Regions from separate parts of the Sus scrofa genome. Here all the other regions are linked to region 2. The links are chromatin contacts, called in public Hi-C and HiChIP or PLAC-seq maps. All regions are on one chromosome and are shown on one strand. Each heading gives the region's core, a stretch centred on a gene start, on an enhancer-like site or on the middle of the called end of the contact. The rest is flanking DNA. Distances are from core to core; before and after follow the strand shown. Region 1 holds the start of FNBP1L (formin-binding protein 1-like). Region 2 overlaps BCAR3 (breast cancer anti-estrogen resistance protein 3). Region 3 has its middle 27 kb from the start of DR1. Region 4 holds the start of BCAR3 (breast cancer anti-estrogen resistance protein 3).

Region 1 (3,381 bases), core at 768-3,267, 190 kb before region 2:
CTTGTCATGAGTCCATAGAAAATAAATCTTGCACATAAATGGATTCTGATTATGTTAAAAATCAACAGCTTTATAAACCGCCAGGCCGATAATATGTATTTGTGTATGTGACTATATATATGTTTGTAAAACACCTCTGGATGGTTGTTAGCTAAAATGCCCCTATATATACTATTTTAGGGATTTTTTTTTTCTATAAAAAAGTAACACTCTGAAATCCGATTGATCTTTATTGTTTTCATAGCAAAGTATAGCACATTAATTCCTTTGTTGTGATAGTTTTCACTTTTTAATAATTCTTGCTTAAAGAGTTTGAAGTAAATTTTAATATCATGAAATAATTTTGTAAATTGATTATTTGAGGATTATCAGTTTAAGTTGATTATATCAATTTAAATTTTATGAAAACATAGACTAATGTAATTTTTCTCTGAATCTGATGCCCTCAAATCTAACTTTTGGAAGAGAAATTAATTGTTCTGAGTGTGGAATTCTGTTCAGAAATTTCAAAAGAAGAAAACCGCTCATCTAAGAGATAAGACTTTATGTTCTGTTGGGGAATTGTGTATAGCATGGTTGAGGAGAGGGTAATCTTTATGGTGAATGGTAGCTTACTTTTCAAGGGAAAGCATGTAATTTTTTTTTTTTAAAGGAAGAGGCGATGTGGATCGCAGGGTTAGGTGATATAAATACCCTCGAAGGAAACAGGAAAATGCTGGAAAGAGAAAGTGTTCAGTCCATGCTTAACAGCCTTATCACTGCATGGCACACTTAAGCATTTAACTATGGGCCACAACCCTCTTGGAGGAGGGTAATTGTTATGCTGGAGCTGGAGTCACAGAAGGGCAGCAAACAATTTAGCAAGAGTTTTGTCTGGACGGTCAGGAAGGATGAGGATATTTGGCCAACGCCAAGAGGGAGCACAGCCAGGCAGGGACAAGGATATAGGTGGGAGAGACTGGGGCATCTGAGCAGGCCCTATAGGGAGGTGTTTCAAAGGCTGACTAGCCCTGGGAGAACTTAAGACCCTCAGCTGTCAAAACACACCGAGGAGCACTCTACTAGTGATTGCTTGGACTGTGTGGGCGCGTGTGCGTGTGTGTTTTTAGGAGACAAGCAATTAATGCTAAAGCGTATGTTAGGGAGTTGCTAAGCATACTTGATACCTAAAACCAACCAGTCAAACTTGCTGACCGCAGTTAATGATTACTCAGAAAGGCCGGGAAGTAACTCCACGGAGAAAAAAGGAAATGGCTCCGATATTCTAAATGAGAAATATCTGAGGTCCGAATAGGCTCTTTGCTCTGCCGACTAGGAATCTGCCTTCCATGCAATTCCGCAGGCGCGAGGTCACCATTCCAGACAAGGGGCAAGCTCAGTTCTCCTTTCCTGCAGGTGACAGCCTGGCTCCCCTTTGTCCATGTGTTCCATCTCCTCTCATGGCAGCATCCCCAAGTGAAAGCTGAAAGATCTACCTTCTTTAATGAGTTCCCGACAGGACTCAAACAATTAAAATGTTCTATTAAAAAAAATCAGGGGCACGCTGCATTCACATTGGATGCTCTACACATTCAAGGGATTCCCGAGCTCACCCTTTCCATTAAGATTTTTTCTTATAAATAAAACATCTCTCTCCACAATCTAAACCCAAGGATTTGGATGAGTTTTCCTTGTCTGGGTTTCTCCCAAGTGGAGGCGGCAAGAGGCAGGAAGGAGCCGCCTCATTTAAGGGGGCTCAGGGCAGAGAAGGGCGGTGGGCGTCTTTTCCGTCTCTCCCTTTCCTTCTAGGTGACCGCGATTCAAGTGGCCGCGGCGGTGGGACAGTCCCAGCCCAGAGAGACGAAAAGCGAGAGCCTGGGCGGGATGAGAAAGCGCGGCGGCCCGGGGACCCGGGGCGAGGAGACCCTGCCGGGCTCGGCCGGGCGCGCGCGGTCCGCCCCGATCCCAGGGTGCATCGCGCCCCGCCCCCTCCCCTCTCCGCGTCCCGCCTCCCCCCAGCCCAGGCCCCCTCCCGCCCGGCTCCGGGAGGCGGGGACGCGGCGGCGGCGGCGGCGGCGCGGCGGCTTCTCCAGTCGCGTCTTTCTCACTCACTGGGGAACTCGGCGGTGGCGGCACCTTCCGAGGCTGAGCAGCCGAGCCGCGAGCCCGCCAGTGGGAGGCCGGACAGCCTGACGGCAGAGCCGACGGACATTCGGACAGCAGGGCGGCCAGACGGCTCGAGGGGCCTCGAGTTCCGCCATGAGCTGGGGCACGGAGCTGTGGGTGAGTCGAGGAGAGGGGCGCCCCGCGCGCACCCGGGCCCGGAGGGGCTGCGGCTGGGCAGACGCCCGGACCGTCGGGGGCCCGAGCGCGTCGGGCCGTCGCCGCCCCTGGCGCGGGCGGAGAGGCGGGTGGTCCCGCTCGCCTTTGTGTGCAGACCCCTGCCCGCTCGGCCGGGCGTGAGAGGCTGCTGGCCCGCGCTCCCGCCCCGCCGCCGCGGTGCGGCTGAGGGCAGCGGCTTGGACGGCTGGGGAGCGGCCCCGGGCTGCCGCGTCCGCCGCCATCCTCTCCCGGCCCCTCTCCCTCCTCCGCCTTCACTTTCCGGACGCCTGGCTCCGGGCCGGGCCGCGCTTCCCAGCCTTTGTATCTCCCCTCCCCGGGGCGGGGGAGGGGGCCCATTGTCCCGAAGGGGCGCTGTTCGCGGGCGGGGAGGGGGCTCGCCGCGGCCCCGGGTCCGGCCAGGGTCCCCGGGCGAGGGCGGCGCCGGGCTGGGGCGGCGCGGGGACCCGCGAGGCACCGCCCGCCGCCCTCGCCCCAGGTAGGGGGAGCCGGGCGGCTTTGTTCGGAGCCCGGCCTCCGGCCAGCCAGGCCCAGCCCACACGCCCATTTCCCTCTTCTGGTGTCCGTGCTCCGACCACGGTGGCTTCGGGGACTCCGGGCTGGGCCACCTCTGGCTGCCGCCCAGGGCCGGGGGCTTGGCTTTGGGGACCTGAATTAAATGGAGAGATCGATGGGGAAGCCGATGGTGCCGAAGGAGCGTACGGCTTCCCAGTTGCTCTTCTTGCCCTTCCGTCGTTCTTTCTCCTCTTTCTCCCGCTTTTCTCGCCCATGCCTCCTTGTCTTTCATGGGCGCTGAAGGCTGCAGACAATGCCGGTGTCTGGCCAGGTGCGGCGGGGACTGGAACAGGTCGGAGAACCCGCTCGCTCGCCGCCGCGGAAGGGTGGCGGTGTGGAGGGCAGTGATTTCTCAGGTGCTGCCGGGGGACGGGAGCGTGGGGGCGCTGTCCCGGGAGCCGCCGGCCTTCAGCCACTCCCCGCTCCATCCCACCTGTGCCTGTTTTCCTGCCTTTTGTTACCTGGGCTCTCGTGAAATCGCTGCCGAGAAAGAGCAGAAAGAACTTT
Region 2 (3,351 bases), core at 686-3,185:
GATCTGTAAAATGGGCCTGTTCTCAGGATGAGGTTTTCCTTTTTAGCAACGGCCACACTTCCCAGACCTGCAGGACAGGGGATCCCCGGAAGGAGGGGCTGGGCTCCATCACGCTCTTCCTGCTCCTCGCCAGCCTCAGCAACCGTCCCCACGTGTGGTAACATTAAGCCTCCCAAGACTATCTGCCCAGAACGTTTTTGTTTTTTGGGGGGGCGGGGGGTGGGGAGGGAGGAGCTGGATGGGAGCTCTGAATGTGAGCCCCAGGGCTGTTTTCCATTCCCGGCTGGCAGTGTTTGATCTTCTGGTCCCACCGGGGACGGTGCTGGCTCTGTGGATGTGCGCACTCAGGAAAAAAAACCTGCAGAGCCAGCCAATCGGGCCATTATTTGGTTCATAGAACTTGTTAAAATCTCACGGAATGTACAGCGCGCCATTGTTTTTGTAAGTCCCTTTCATGACTTTGTGAGCTGGCTAATTCAGAGCAGACTGGCCTGTTTTCCCTGCTGGAAGAAAAGACTTTCCTCACAGAGGGCTATTTAACCGTGACCGTGGCTGTGGCCATCGCGGGCACAGAGGGGGAGGGGCAGCCCCCACCGCCCCCGCCCCCACGAGGCTCCCACAGCCCCGGCACTTATTCTTGGCGCTGGAATTCGCATAATTACTCCTCTTTTAATCTGCTGGGTGACCTAATGTAGGAACTAGGAACCGTAGGCCTCGCTGGGATGGGAGCCTGGGGCAGTCTGTCAAGGGCTAGACGCCCTTAGAAGGCGCCTTTCGGAGCATTAACCCTAGAAAGGACCCATCTCCAAGTCACGGCCGTGCTCCCGGGAGGATGGAGGCGTCCAAGGGCACCGGTCCCCTCCTGGATAATGGCTCCGCTCCCATCCCTGCCTCTCCTAACCCACAAAGCAAGCTCAGAAACTGCAAAGCATCTTCTAAAAGCTCACAAGTGGTTCCAGCAAGAGTCCCACCAGGGCTGGCAACAAAAGAAAGGATATTCATTTGCTAGGGAGCTCTCGGGAACAAAAGGCTGCATTCCAGCCCACCCTTGCAACTGCAGAGGGAGCAGGCTGTTGAGAGCCTGGGCACGAAAACGGCCTCTGCCTACACCTTGGCTAATTTGAAAACACACTCACCCCAAGCTTGTTTTCTACTTTGCTCTTGCTGTGTTTCCCAAGGTGTCTTCCTTCAGGACAGTTTTATTTTATTTTATTTTACTTTATTTATTTATTTATTTTGTCTTTTTGCCATTTTTAGGGCCGCTCCCTCGGCATATAGAGGTTCCCAGGCTAGGGGGTCTAATCCAAGCTGTAGCTGCTGGCCTACACCACAATGCCAGATCTGAGCCGCATCTGCGACCTACACCACAGCTCACGGCACTGCCGGATCCTTAACCCACTGAGCAAGCCAGGAATCGAACCCGCAACCTCATGGTTCCCAGTCAGATTCGTTAACTACTGAGCCACGACGGGAACTCCAGGACAGTTTATTTTAAAATGAAAAAGCTATAAGAAACATTTCTTCTAAAAGGAAAATCACCAATCTATAATAAATGTTTCTTTAAAAACTAAACAAAACCACCCAGCTCTGCTAGAGCTAATCCCCTAAAAATTATACTTTTCAACCACTCTCAGAAAAGAAACTCTATTAATATAACTGTATGGCTTGCCTGTGAAGAAGCTAGAATTAGAATCTTTAGGCTCAAAGGGAGATTGGTATAAAGGGGAAGAAAATAGGAAATAATATAAATTTATAAAATGAATCCGTGTGTAGGAGAACGGGAGGGGCAACTCCTGAAGGTGAAAGAGGAAGAAGCCCCAGGAGAAAAGGATGGAAGCACGAAAATGAAAGTCGGTTTCAGAAGTTCAAGAAGGGGTTACAAAAGCGAAAGCATAATGGATTATAATAGCAACTGCAGGAGCTCCGGGTACGACTCCAGGCTTTTGAGGTCATGTGATGGATGGGCAATTATTATCTGTCACATCCTAGGTCTTAATGTCTGGGACACAACATGAAGTGCCACCTTGGTTCCAATCAGTGTGGCAGTTTTATGATCCACCGTGATGAATTAAGAACCCCTTACCACTCACGAAACCCTTCCCCCTCCAGACTGTCACAGGCACAGAGGATCCTAAGTGTTAAACTAGAAAGGACACGGGCCCACCCCCTCGTTTCCAGCTGTAGGGAAGATGGGACCCATTGAGAGGAGCTAGTAAGTTCAAGGTTATGCTGCTCCTTAGACCAGAGCTCAGACCAGGCTCCCTCCCCTCCCGGGAGTCTTAGGGGCTGTAACTTGGAATCTTCTATTGGAATGCTAGCCAGGAAGGGTAACACACTGAGCTGTTACCACGTGGTCACATTTTAGAATAATTATTTCATTACATCAAAGGTTCTAAGCAGTCACCCGACGCAGGTCTAAGAAAGTAGATGCGGGGTAAATATATTTTAAAGGCGGTAAAAATAGGCAAAAACCAAACGGGGGCAGTAAGCAGGTAAAGCAGCCCAGAAGAAAACGCTACCGCACAAATTTGCCTAGGGCTATTTCCTCTAAAAGCTATTTCCTCTGTTTAAAAAAAAAAAAAAAAAAGTTGGTTTTATATCTAGGGTAAGGTATGCTAGGTACGCAGAGGAAAATTCCAGAGCTGTACACGGCTACCAAAGTCACTACTTTGAGCAGGCGGAAGGTACAGCTGGGGGGAATTTTCTGCTTTCCAGGCTGGAAGAAGTCGTCTTGCCCAGATACAGGCGGAGAGAATCAACTATACTTAATTACAGCAAAGGACTTCAGGGTTCTATAAAACAGTGAAGACCAGACTTTCCAGATCATGCTTTAAGCTACTGTGGGCTTAGAAAAGCGCGGAGGGAGGAGAGGGCGAGGGACACAAAGAAAAGTCAGAAAAAAAGGAAAACCCCAAACGCCCCTCTCTAACAGTCAGAATTGAAGAGACAGAAAGAGTGGAGAAGAAGTCTCGGAAATTCCAGGTTCCCTGGACCTGCTCAAAGGTTCTCATCACATTCAGCAGAGTGCTGCAGGGAGGCCCCCAAAGGAGGCGAGCCTGTGCGCAAGTGAAAGAACTACTAAACAGCCCGAGGGCTTCCCCAGCCTGCTCCCCTCCGGTCCTCACTCCTAGTAGCCTAGCAACCGCATCCCAGGTCCCCGTCAGGCCTACTGATGCGCAGCCATGCCAACCACGGGGGGTGTCGGGAGCACACAGTGCAGACTGGACTGTGGATTCGTTCTCTACCCAGCTCCCTCTGCTGTGACACACAGCCCCATCACCCCGGGGGTTCGGGGCTCAGCCTCCCTGCCTCCTCTCCGCCAGAGCCGAGGATGCACGAGGGGTCCCAGAT
Region 3 (3,332 bases), core at 80-2,579, 220 kb before region 2:
TATGCCTTACGGCATTCTCACTTGAATTTTGTAGCAGCCCCTAACTGGCCTTGCTGCCACTCCCTCTTTGTTCTGAACTATTCTTCACATTGCTACCAGTGTGATTTTCTAAAACACAAATGTGAGTTGAGAGGCCTCTCTTCTTGGTGCTCGTGAAGTCCAGACTGCTGGGCATTACATCAGATGTCTTTCACTTGATTCAGCTTTTTCTATACTTTCTCAATTGTCCTGAAATCTGAGCTGAAAAGAGTTTTTTACACTTTACTACCTTTGCCTGTGCTTCTTACCCCTCTGGAATGACATTTTCACTTCTTCCCTTGGCAAACTTCTAACCATATATGGAATTTCTAACCATAGCTACATGATGCAGCTTAAATTTTAACTCCTAAAAGTGTTCCCAGAAGCCTCCATGTGTAGTCATCCTTTATCTGTGCCTATGATACACATTGCCTTTTTTTTTTTTTTTCTTTTTGCCTTTTGTCTTTTTACGGCCACACCCATGGCATATGGAGGTTCCCAGGCTAGGGGTCTAATCGGAGTGACAGCTGCCAGCCTCTGCCACAGCCACAGCAACACCAGATCCGAGCTTCACCGAGCTACACCACAGCTCACCCCAAGCCAGATCCTTAACCCACTGAGTGAGGCCAGGAATCGAACCCGCGTCTTCATGGTTCCTAGTCAAATTCGTTTCCACTGCACCATGATGGGAACTCCCACATTGCTCTTTTTGAATCCGTAGTTCCACATTATAGTTTGTTTACAAACCTCTTGGAGTGGGAGCTCCTGGAGGTCAGAGACCATATGTATCATCATCTCAGTATCCCTAGCAACTAACATAGTACAAATTTTCCAGTCGAAATTATAAATATCTGCTTGGTCAGCCCTCATTTCACCTGATGTTCCATAACATGCACTCCTAGATCTAGAATACAGTCCTCAGTAAGTGTAATGAAAATGGAAAAGAAGAAACAATTACATTTTATGTGCTGTGTTAAGAAGAAATGTTCATGTCATAATTATTAAAGAAAATCTTTCGAGAAAATAGTGTTTCAATCCTGGAAGGGTGGAAATGATCAGAAGCCCCCCCCCCCCCACTCCCACCTCAGCTCCCAGGGCATAGCAGTTCTCTGGTTCTAGGAATTCAAGATAACAAAATGTCATACCACTGTCTGTGATTAACCAGAAAAACACAAGCCCCTCAAGTTATTTCAAACAAAGAGTGATTTAATGCAAGGAATTAGGTCACATAATTATTGGAACTGAAAGAGCCAAAAAGCGGCAGTATTGCCCAATGATGAAGAACTGTGAGAACCCTGGAGCTTCTGGTCATCTGCTGACTTTCACTATTACTCATAAGAAATCAGCTTAAAACAGATTGTGTTACTTATTACAGTTCTGTGAATTGTCTGAGTTCGGCTGAGTAGTTCTGCTTCGCTTGATGTCTGAGGCTATGGTCATTTGAAAATGTTTATGGTTAAAAATTTTTAAAAACTTACATTTGAATTAATACACGACAAAAATATACCAAGAGATTGCAACATCTGGAGTTCCTGGTTGTGGCACAGTGGGTTAAGAATCCAGCTGCAGTGGCTTGGGTTCCTGCAGAGGCTCAGGTCAGTCCCCCAGCCCCGTGCAGTGGGTTAAAGGATCCAGTATTGCTGCAGCTTCAGCTTGGATTCAGTCCCTGGCCCTGGAATTTTCACCTGCCATGAGTGTGGCCACAAAGAATAAAGGTGAGGTGCTGATCTCCAATGTCGTTCTCTCTACAAGCTCCTTATCTAGATCACCGTCACCCATCTTCGTGTTTTCTCTGTTTAATTGTTCTCAGAATCTCAAGGGTTGCTTTTCAAGAGGCTGCTTTCTATTCCATTCCCTGACTACCCCATACGCGTATCTCTAACAGCATTTGTCATGCTGTCCTGGAATTATTGGTGAATTTATCTTTTTATTCAACTCATCCAAGAGCTCCTGGAGGATGTGGGTTGTGTCTTAATGATCTTGAGGCTGCCACTTCTGTCACAGTACCCAGCACAGAGTAGATATTACAGGCATTGGTTGAATGAAGTGATGTAAATTGGTAGAAAAAAGGGCTGGTGAGTTTTTGTTTTTTTTCCAGTTAGCGGTCTTCAGAAAACACATTTAGGAATTACAGCAAATGTTAGTTGTTACTCAGTAGCCATTTCCTTTTTTTTTTTTTTTTTTTTTTGTAATCAAAACTCAAGTTGTGGCAGTGTACCCCAGAGCATGTATCTTGATAGATACAAAGCAGTCATGGCACCCCTGTTTTCCTCTGCAGATAACACGCCTGGGTTGAACATGATGGGGCATAGAGGGAAGCTGTGGAGCTTACAGGGACAGATCTTCCATAAAAGGAGAAAGTCACTTTTTTTTCTTTTCTCCCTTCCTGCTATGTTTACTGTTCTGTAAGAGCTGTGAAGCCTGGATCCAGGGCAGCTGTCCTATGCTATTAGGTGGCAGCTTGAAAACAAAATATAACATGCTGAGAATTATGGAGGCAGAGAGATGGAAAGTCTAGGTCTTTGATGAGATCATTGAGCCACATCAATCCTAGATTACCTGTTACATACAGACTTCTTTTTGTGTAAGGTAATTAAACTGGCTTCATTGGTAAGCCGCTATGTAGTTAAAAAGATGTATCTATGTCCAAACCCTCAGAACCTGTAAATGTGGCCTTTTTTGGAAAAAGTGTCTTTGCAGATCTAATTAGTTAAGGATCATCCTGGATTATCTGAGTGGGCCCTAAATCCAATGACAAGTGTCCTGTAAGAGACACAGAGGAGAAAATGGGCACAGAGGTGAAAACCGAGGCAGAGATGAGAATTATGCAGGGACAATCCAAGGAACACCTGGAACCACCAGAAATTGGAAGAGGCGAGGAGGAATTTTTTCTGTAGAACCTGCAGAGAGAGGCCCTGCTAACAACTTGCTTGGGGCTTTTGACTGCCGAAACTGTGAGAAAATAATTTCTGTTGTTTTAAGCCACCCAGTTGGTGGTCATTTTTTACAGCAGACTTGAGAAATAATGTAAACTTGTAAGTCAGTTCTTTTTTTGGTTGCAGATAAAGATCCTCGATTAATATAGGGATTTTTTTAAAATTTCAAAGTAAAATAATTGGTATTGGTAATAATTTAGGAAAAGATCCTAGAATCCCTGAAAATTCTTCCCATAGGACTTGAAACCAAGATTGATACTAAAGTTCAGAGATCCCAGAGGTAGGGGGATAAGAAGACACCTTTAAATGATACTGTGGGGCATACCTGCTCACACCAAATAGAGCACAGCAATTCCAAAGAAGTAACCAGGTGTATAA
Region 4 (3,270 bases), core at 572-3,071, 150 kb after region 2:
TCACCTTCTGGAAGGATCCCTCACAAGACTCCAGGTGGCGGTTCCTCCACTGACATTCTGCTGCTTCTCTGTGCTGCACAGGCCCGGCGTGCCCCCCACCCCACCCCCGGGGGCCCGCAGCTTCATTTGGCGCTCAGCTGGGTCCACTGCGCTTCTCTCTATAGATGCCAATTACCATCACTCTTCTCAAAACATCGACTGCAAAGGCTAGTTTGAGCCATCGACGGTTGGCAGTTCTGTTAGCAAGGAAGCTTTGTACAGGGCCACTCTGGCCAGCCCAGGGCAAAGGTCAGGGCTTCACAGTGACCGAAGCCACTATCACTGAGAAAAGGCCTCCCCCAGTGAGGGAGGGCTCTGCCAGGAATCAGATGTGGCTACCCCAAGGCCCAACTGCTGGAGAGCTAGGACCGCCTCTTGTTGTTGTTAACTTTTAATTTAGATATAATTTCAAAGTTACAGAAAAATTGCAAGTATAGCATAAGAGGTTCCATATATCTTTTACCCAGATTCCCCCATCACTTATACTTTGCTCCATTTCTTTTATTGTAATATTCTATTGGTGTGTTTTTTTCTTAACTTTTTTTTTTCCTGCTTTTTAGGGTGGCACCTGCAGCATATGGAGGTTTCCAGGCTAGGAGTTGAATTGGAGCTGTAGCCACCGGCCCACACCACAGCAACACAGGATCCAAGCAGCGTCTGCAACCTACACCACAGCTCACGGCAACGCCAGATCCTTAACCCGCTGAGCGGAGCCAGGGATCGAACCCGAAAACTCGTGATTACTAGCAAACTTATGGTTAGTAGTCGGGTTTGTTAAACACTGAGCCACGACGGGAACTCCATGCCTCTAAATATTTCTATGAACAAGGAGATTCTCTTACATAAAAAGAGCACAATGACCAACTTTAGGAAACTCAACATCGACAGAATACTATCATCTAAACCCATCAAAGGTCAGTCACGTGTTCATTTAGCTGTCATGTCTATTTAGGCTCCTTTAATTTGGAACAGGTCTTCAGCCAGCCTTTCTTGACCTTGACATTTTTGAAGGGCACTAGCCAGCTTTTTGGTAGTCCGTTCCTGGAATTTATGTGTATCTGGTGTTTCAGGTTTAGATTTAGGGAAGCTTTCGTGGGGCAGGAAAATCACAGGAGAGGAGGTTGTATCCTTCTCAGCCTGAGGGGATCCACGATGCGGGTCTGTCCCAAGAGCCGGGACCCTTTGATGGCTCTCGGGATAGGGCCACAGCCTTTGTGAAGACCGCCCTCTGCTGGTCATTTTCAACATTGCCGCTGCCGTGCCTCCGCTGCTATGATTGACAAAGGGCCAGAGGCCCTGAAGTCTAAACCCTGAGCATTTATTGTGAGACCTTGGAAGTTTTTCAGCCTTACTGAATCCCGACTGCCTCTTCTATAAAAAAAAAAAAAAAAGATGACAGTCCCTGCCCTGCTTCCCTTATAGATGGTTTCGTGTGAAACGGTCCTACAAAGGCAGTCAGGCGGTGTTTTAAGCTAATGCCTAAACGTGCTTCTAGGACCCCTCTGCGGGCCCAGCCCCCAGGTCCCTGAGTGCCAAAACTGCCCTTCGGGACTCGCGGCCACACCCTGCCAAGCCTCGCGTGGGTACCCCCTGTGTGCCTGCCGTGGCAGAGCTGCCTCCTTACCTGAGGTTTCCAAGAGCAGCAGGTTCCCATGAGCCACGCCGTGAAGGCACACGGGGAGGTCTGGCCTTCAGTGTTCCTGCCCTGGGGGTCCAGATGCTGGGGGGGCGGGAATCTCCGCTGCTCTGGGCACCGATGGTTACGCAGCACCAACTGGGGTTGCCTGCGCTCCACTGCTCAGCCGGCTGGCGGATGGTGGTAAAATTGACCTCTGCCCTTCCGCCCACGTCTCCCATCTCCCGAAACCCAGGGACACGTGTGTTTTCAGCAACTTAGGCATAGGGTTTTCACCTGCGCCAACCCCGGGACTTGTGCAAACCCTGCTCTTACCCAGACCTTAGCTCTCTTGCCACATTTTCTTTGCGTCCTTCTCAGAAGCTTAGGTGCGCCCCCCCCCCCCACTTCTTTCCATCTACCTGCCTTCTTTCCTACTTTCAATAAACATTTATTGAGCACCATCTATACGCCAGGCTCCTCACTGGAGCTCCATGGAGAGCAGAATGCCCAGTTGCCCCGCAGGGCTTATCTTTCATTGAGTGATAAGCAGAGCAGCGATTACATCAGAAACGAGATCCCCGTGCCTTCCCAGGCAGGCTTTTCTTGTTCCATGTGACTCGACCCCACTCTGCCTCCCACGTGGCCCGGAGCGTCCTCTTTATAGCTTTATGGTTACTGAGTGCTCTCCCAGGACCAGGGAGCTTCGTTGTGCAGGCCCAAAGGAGAAGCTCAGAGAATTACGAGAACGAAGTGGCTCAAGCAGAGAACTATTTGTCAGCATGAAATAGTTGTTTCTTTTCTTACTGGAATTTACTCTTGAGCAGAGGCATCTGTAGTATATTCAGCTGGAGCCATTCCCGGAAGCATCTGTGGGGTTTTCTTACTTGGGGGCATCTCGGGGTTCTTGAGAAGCCAGTGGTGGGGTTCTGCACCTGCTCAGAGGAAGAAGCGTCAGTCACACCGACGCGGGCTCCGTGCGGGCTGAGGTCCAAGGGCACAGACTCTGTAAAGCTAGTGCCGGGGTTAGTGTGGGACTCAGGCCAGAAGGCACTGGCGGGGGTGGGGCTGGGGGCGGGGCGGGGGCAGGCCTGGGCCGGAGTGAAGGACCAGCCTGCCAGCTTCCCCTCATCCGCAGGACTGGAGGAGCCCACTTCTCACCCGTGTAGAGACACCACTGCTGGACTCATCTGCTTCACGGTGCTTTGGAGCGGAAAAGGGCATAAAAGCATATGCACCGTTTGTGCAGTGATGTACCAGCAGATGTATAGGAAACATGTTTGGATCAGAAACATGAATAAGGAGGCACTTGATTTGGGGGGGGGGTGGCGTGCCTGCAGTGTGTGGAAGCTCCCAGGCTAAGGGTCAAATGGGAGCTACAGCTGCCGACCTGCGCCACAGTCACACCAGATCCCAGCCTCGTCTGCAACCTGCAGCACCCCCTCACGGCCACCCTGGACCCTTGACCCACTGAGAGAGGCCAGGGATTGAACCCGCATCCTCATGGATACTAGTTGAGTTTGCTACTGCTGCGCCACGAAGGGAACTCCTAAGGAGGCACTCTAGAATGCAATTTGACAGGGTTCGGTTAGGGAGCTTGTCTCCGGCTGGTTAGG

What was found. Hi-C and Micro-C count contacts between places; a contact is called where the count stands out from the background. HiChIP or PLAC-seq counts read pairs in DNA pulled down with a chosen protein or histone mark.
Region 1: a Hi-C map of alveolar macrophages shows a contact between it and region 2, with 2.5 times the contacts expected there. The contact joins the promoter of FNBP1L here to the enhancer-like site in region 2. A contact is called at or near these places in 14 of 47 Hi-C or Micro-C datasets (alveolar macrophages, blood, brain and 10 more) and 1 of 2 datasets of contacts at active chromatin or transcription factors (alveolar macrophages).
Region 3: an H3K27ac HiChIP or PLAC-seq map of alveolar macrophages shows a contact between it and region 2. The contact joins two enhancer-like sites. A contact is called at or near these places in 12 of 47 Hi-C or Micro-C datasets (blood, brain, embryonic fibroblasts and 9 more) and 1 of 2 datasets of contacts at active chromatin or transcription factors (alveolar macrophages).
Region 4: a contact with region 2 is called in an H3K27ac HiChIP or PLAC-seq map of alveolar macrophages. The contact joins the promoter of BCAR3 here to the enhancer-like site in region 2. A contact is called at or near these places in 4 of 5 promoter capture datasets (fetal liver, fetal skeletal muscle and liver), 29 of 47 Hi-C or Micro-C datasets (adipocytes, adipose tissue, alveolar macrophages and 18 more) and 2 of 2 datasets of contacts at active chromatin or transcription factors (alveolar macrophages and skeletal muscle).

What each region holds. Positions count from the first base shown.
Region 1 is chr4:123,778,276-123,781,656 of Sscrofa11.1, reverse strand. FNBP1L (formin-binding protein 1-like) reads left to right here and starts at 2,017. Exons shown (of 16, transcript XM_005663661.3): 1 at 2,017-2,262. The coding sequence starts at 2,239.
Region 2 is chr4:123,588,960-123,592,310 of Sscrofa11.1, reverse strand. The region is part of intron 4 of BCAR3 (breast cancer anti-estrogen resistance protein 3); the gene reads right to left. Among named protein-coding and RNA genes, the nearest start is that of BCAR3, 150 kb to the right of the region's middle. Within about 2 kb of position 1,935, at least 16 of the 83 cell types and tissues checked have an H3K27ac peak or open chromatin away from gene starts, as enhancers often do. A contact at or near this core is called in alveolar macrophages, where this site is marked.
Region 3 is chr4:123,806,763-123,810,094 of Sscrofa11.1, reverse strand. No RefSeq gene overlaps it. Among named protein-coding and RNA genes, the nearest start is that of DR1, 27 kb to the left of the region's middle. Within about 2 kb of position 1,329, at least 4 of the 83 cell types and tissues checked have an H3K27ac peak or open chromatin away from gene starts, as enhancers often do. A contact at or near this core is called in alveolar macrophages, where this site is marked.
Region 4 is chr4:123,439,122-123,442,391 of Sscrofa11.1, reverse strand. It overlaps BCAR3 (breast cancer anti-estrogen resistance protein 3), which reads right to left and starts at 1,821. Exons shown (of 13, transcript XM_003125890.6): 1 at 1,664-1,821.